Regions from separate parts of the Sus scrofa genome. Here region 2 is linked to region 1. The links are chromatin contacts, called in public HiChIP or PLAC-seq maps. All regions are on one chromosome and are shown on one strand. Each heading gives the region's core, a stretch centred on a gene start, on an enhancer-like site or on the middle of the called end of the contact. The rest is flanking DNA. Distances are from core to core; before and after follow the strand shown. Region 1 overlaps VAV1 (vav guanine nucleotide exchange factor 1). Region 2 has its middle 17 kb from the start of TNFSF9.

The links. HiChIP or PLAC-seq counts read pairs in DNA pulled down with a chosen protein or histone mark.
Region 2: an H3K27ac HiChIP or PLAC-seq map of alveolar macrophages shows a contact between it and region 1. The contact joins two enhancer-like sites. A contact is called at or near these places in 1 of 47 Hi-C or Micro-C datasets (fetal skeletal muscle) and 1 of 2 datasets of contacts at active chromatin or transcription factors (alveolar macrophages).

Annotation. Positions count from the first base shown.
Region 1 is chr2:72,378,449-72,381,148 of Sscrofa11.1, forward strand. All of the region lies in intron 1 of VAV1 (vav guanine nucleotide exchange factor 1), which reads right to left. Among named protein-coding and RNA genes, the nearest start is that of VAV1, 12 kb to the right of the region's middle. Within about 2 kb of position 1,338, at least 4 of the 83 cell types and tissues checked have an H3K27ac peak or open chromatin away from gene starts, as enhancers often do. A contact at or near this core is called in alveolar macrophages, where this site is marked.
Region 2 is chr2:72,564,203-72,566,910 of Sscrofa11.1, forward strand. No RefSeq gene overlaps it. Among named protein-coding and RNA genes, the nearest start is that of TNFSF9, 17 kb to the right of the region's middle. Within about 2 kb of position 1,334, at least 2 of the 83 cell types and tissues checked have an H3K27ac peak or open chromatin away from gene starts, as enhancers often do. A contact at or near this core is called in alveolar macrophages, where this site is marked.

The DNA.
Region 1 (2,700 bases), core at 88-2,587:
GACCCTGACGTGGTCTTTGCCCTCTGTGCCCCCATTCTTCCCAGAGCTGGCTTCGCAACCTTCAGCTCTCAGCTTTCCTTGACCACCCCCCAGAAGCCTGCCCCATTTGTTCGCCTCCATCCTGACCCCTGGTTTCTTGTCTGCAGCATTTGCTGCAATGTTTGTTTGTTTTTTTCTTTTTTTGGCCACGTCCGTGGCAAGCAGAAGTTCCCAGGCCTGGAATCGAACCCACACCACAGCTGTGACAGTGCCGAATCCTTGACCACTAGGTCACCAGGGACCTCCACAATGTGGAGGTTTTTTTTGTTTGTTTTGCTTTTTTACGGCCTTACCCATGGCATGCGGAGGTTCCCAGGCTAGGGGTCCAATCAGAGCTACAGTGGCAGGCAGGCCTATACCACAGCCACAGCCATGCAGGATCCAAGCTGCATCTGCGACCTACACCACAGCTCACGGCAACACCGGATCCTCAACCCACTGAGCGAGGCCAGGGATCGAACCCGCCACCTCATGGTCCTTAGTCGGATTCGTTTCCACTCCACCACGATGGGAATTCCTTGTTTGTTTGTTGGGGTATTTTTTGGCTGGTAAGTCTCTGCAGCGGTTGAATGGGGGACTCCAAATAGATACATCTACATCAGATCCCTGATGTCAGAATGTGACATTATTTAAAATTAAAAAAAAAGAAGAAGACTTTGCAAGACATCATTAAGGATGTCAGGATGAGGAGATCATTCTGGAGTATGAGACCCCAAGACAATGCAGACACAGAGGACACAGCACAGTGAAGATAAAGGCAGAGGCTGGAACTGGGCAGCCTCTAGCCAAGAAACGCAGGGCACCAGCAGAACCTGGGAGAGGCAAAGAAGGGACTGTCCCCTCCAGCCTGGAGATGGAGCAAGAGGCTGCCAACACTTCCCGACACTTTTGATTTCAACCCTCTGCCCTCCAGAACTGCGAGACAATATAGCTGTTGTTTGAAGCCACCCAGTTTTTGAGACATTGTTACAGCAGCCACAGGAAACAACCCAGGCAGCCTTCTCTCCCACGAGGCTGTGAACTCAGGACAGCAGAGGGGAAAGCTGGGGTGTTCTTTCCCATCACCCCAGCCATCAGCCTAGCACCTGTTGCTGATAATAAAATAAATGAATATCTAATGTGAAAAAGCTCTCATTCTCACCTTCACTCCAGCCAGCAGGTATTCATTTCTCTTTGGGTTTCCTCCCCACCCCACCCGACACAGGAAGTTCACTCCCTCCAAAACAATAGTTCTGTCGCCCAGGGGCAAGTGGCCGCTCCTCCACCCCCACAGGGGACTTTCGGGATTGGCTGGGAACGATTCACTGTCATGACTCCAAGGGGGAAGCGTGCTACTGGCAGAAAGTGGGTGGAGGTCAAGGATGCCTCTAAACATCCTCCAAGGTGCAGAGCAGCCCGCAGGGCGAAGAATGAAATGAAGTGAACATTTGACAGATATTTACTGAGCACCTACTATGCACCGGGTGCTGTTTTCAGCACGGGGGAAACAGTTGTGAAAAGACAAAAAGCTTTGCCCTGATAGTCCGGTGGGGTAAGCAGGTTTTACGCAAATAAGTAAAAACTGCGGTTAAGTCAGAGAGTGCTATGTGCTAGGGAGGAAAATAAAAAAGGAAAAGAATGGAAGGTGTGGGGGGCAGGGGGTGTGATTTTACAAATGGAAACAAGGGCAATCTCTGATAAGAAACCTACAGGAGATAAGAGAACAACTAGGGTGTGTATGTGAGGGAAGAGGGGTTCAGTGGAGAAAGAACTGCCTGTACAAATGCCCTGGGGTTCGATTGCCCCTGGTGGGTTCTAGGAACAGTGGGGAAGCCCACATGGCTGGAGTTGAGTGAGGGAGGGGGAAAGAGGACAGAGATGAGGGGCTGAGAGGTGGGAAGAAGCCAAAGGCACAGGTTCTTCTGGGTCTAGATGAAGACTTTTTTTTTTAATCTTGTTTTTTTCTTTTTTAAATTATAGTTGTGTGAACCGGAGTTTGGCCCCTGCCATCTGCCTCTACGTGGATTAAATCATGTACCACTGCAGTTGTCGACCCGCAGCAGCCCCTGAGCAGACCAAGAGTGAGGTACTCTGTGCTCTGGGAAAACTGGAAGAACGGGTCTTCAGAGTTAGATGTTTTTAGGAGACGCTTTTATGAGCCCAATTCTTGCATCTTCTCATATCTAGAAAAATGCTGAACTCCTTCAATGATGGCTGATGTCTGTGCCTAGTGGTCACCTTCATGAGACCAGCAGCAAACGACTGTAAAAGGTATGCATGGCTGCATGCACCTCCTCCATCGCCTTTATGAGTTAGATCTTGATATGTCCCCCTTTCCTCTTTGGGGCAATATATCAGCGCTCTCTGAAATACTGCCTCCTGGGCTGCAGTTAAGTGGACAGAACAAAAGATGTCTGTGAATACAGTCACTCCCAAGAATGGGCCAGCAAGCCCCGAGGGAACTCAGGAAAGAAGCAAAGACCAGTCCATAGGTGAGGTGCTGGAGGGACTCCAGTAAGCCCAGACCTTTGCATCTTCCCATAGAAACTGGTTTTCTGTAAATCTGGTTTTCTGTAAATCTTTTGTTCCTACCACCTTCCCTTTGTTGCAAAATTCCTGTATGCTGGCACCCCCACTCATCTGCTCGGGAGCGGTTTCTCACGGCTACCCGAGATGCCATCT
Region 2 (2,708 bases), core at 84-2,583, 190 kb after region 1:
CGTGATTCATTCAGGCCCCCTTGGACAACCTCCCTACTGAGTAAGTCAAAGTCAACTAAGCAAAATCTGCAAAATCCCTTTGATCACATAATATAATCATGGGAGTGACATCCCATCATATTCACAAGAAAGGGAATTATACAAAGGCCAGGGTCTTCGAGGGCAGTCTTAAAATCCTGTCTGCCATATCCAGCGACTTGTTAAAATACATATTCCTGGGCCTCGCATCTAGAAATTCCTAATCAGTAGGTCTCATATGACCCAAAGTCTCTGTATTATTTAAAGGTTCCCAGATTATTCCTGTAGGCAGCCAGGCATCGACATTCCCTATAGTTGTATCTCTTAAGCCTTGGATAGTTATAATACATGTTCAATTTTTAGCAGGAGATCTGAATCAGGGGATAGGGCTGGATGCACTAAGAAAAAGAAACAAAAAGACAACTATGTTATGCGAGAGAAAGAGAGTTACAGAGAAATACTCAAAAAGAAAAAAGAGAGTAGCAGGAAACCACTTATAAAGGAAAACCATTGTGGCAAACAATTTTTAGATTTTCACTGTTTCTAAGTCTTCCTCCAGAAAGCTCAAGCCACCCCAGGGAAAAAAGAGGAAATGTGAATGCAAAATACAAAGGGTACGAGATGTGAATGTAAAATGAAAAGAGCTCTGGAGGTCGGGGATGATCATTGTTGTACAACAAAACGAATGAACTTAAAGCCACTGAACTGTACACTTTAAGATGTTTAAGATAGTAACTATCATGTTATGTGTAATTTACTGGAATAAAGCTTTTTTTAAAAGGAGAAGGGATGTCACTGATCATCACGTGGTTGCATAAAAATGGTAACATATGGGTGTCACGTTGTTTAGCTGGTATGCAAATGTATGTATGAGTTTTCAAGTTTCTGTTTCTATGTTGGTCTCATAAAAATTAATTTTTCATAACCCTATAACTGATAATTCTGCATCTAGGTATTTCCCTGGAAGAAATGAATGTATGTTTGCAGATACTTGCTCAAGAATTGTTATAGAAATTTTTAAAAATGTGTAGCAATATGCAAAAATGGGAAATGACCCAAATATCCATGGACTGGGGGATGGCTAAACAAACTGGGCTCCATTTATGTAATAAAATATTATTTGACAATAAAAAAAAGAATGAATTTGAACTTCCACATGAGGCAGAACTACTGCTATGCAGAACATGGATGAACCTCAGAAACTTTACTTTGAGTGACAGAAGCCAGACAAAAGAGAATGCATGCTATATACTTCCATGCATCAGAAGTTCAAGAAGAGGAAGTTCACGTTGTGGCACACAGGAAACAAATCCGACTAGGAACTTGAACTATGAGGTTTCGCTTTCAATCCCTGGCCTCGCTCAGTAGCTTAAGGATCTGGCGTTGCCGTGAGCTGTGGTGCATGTCTCAGATGAGGCTCAGATCTGGCATTGCTGTGGCTGTGGTGTAGGCTGGCAGCTGTAGCTCCAATTGGACCTCTAGTCTGGGAACCTCCATATGCCTTGGGTGCAGCCCTAAAGAGCAAAAAAAAAAAAAAAAAGTTCAAGAATAGACTATGTTTATGAATTAGAATAGATGTTAGGAGAGTTTCTGTTGTGGCGCAGTAGGAATGAATCTGACTGGTATCCATGAGGATGTGGGTTCAGTCTCTGGTCTCACTCATTGGATCAGGAATCCAGCGTTGCCTTGAGCTGTAGGTCACAGACACAGCTCCAATCCCCTGTGATTTGGGTTTTGTAGTTAATATAATTTATGTCGCATATACTAGCCAATTTTCTCAAGTTGCTAGCAGTTAAAATTTTTTTTTCCTAAGAAATTGGAAGTCAAGTGTCCCCAAAGCTATGTCATTCATGAGAAACAGAATGGGGAATTCTCAGAGAGAGAAATAATAAGTAAAAGCAAAAAATCATAGGCGGCTGGGCTTGTAGAACACTAGAACAACCCATTAATAGCTCAGCCAGAAGTTCCCACTGTGGTATAATGGGTTAAGGATCCAGCATTGTCTGTGCAGCAGGTTGGGTCATTGCTACAGCTGGGGTGTGGGTCACAGCTGCATCTTGAATTCGATCCCTGGCCCAGGAACTTCCATATGCTGAGGATGCAGCCAAAAAAGAGAGAGAGAGAGAGAACTCAGCCAAAAAACCAATGGGGAAACAAAGAAGAAACTTTTTTAGGAGCTGAGTGTGTGTTCTTCCCTCCTCACTGCCCCCTGCCCCCAGTTCCTATGCTGAAGCCTTAACCTCCATCGTGATGCCACTGGAGATGGTATGATATTATGATATGAAGAAATATGTATTTGGTCTTTGTCCCCAGTCCTTGGCACAGAGCTCCTAAAATCCTTATGATTTCCTGAGGTAATGGAATGAGAGGAGCATCATTGGTTTGTTACAATAAGCCCCCTTTTGTTTATTTATTTATTTTTGGTCTTTTTTGCCATTTCTTGGGCCGCTCCCACGGCATATGGAGGTTCCCAGGCTAGGGAGCTGTAGCCAGAGCCACAGCAACACGGGATCAACCTGCATCACAGCTCACGGCAACGCCGGATCCTTAACCCACTGAGCAAGGCCAGGGATCGAACCTGCAACCTCATGGTTCCTAGTCGAATTCGTTAACCTCTGAGCCACAACGGGAACTCCATAAGCCCCTTTTTAAACTTAGCCACACCTGAAGTTATAATAATGAGCTGACTT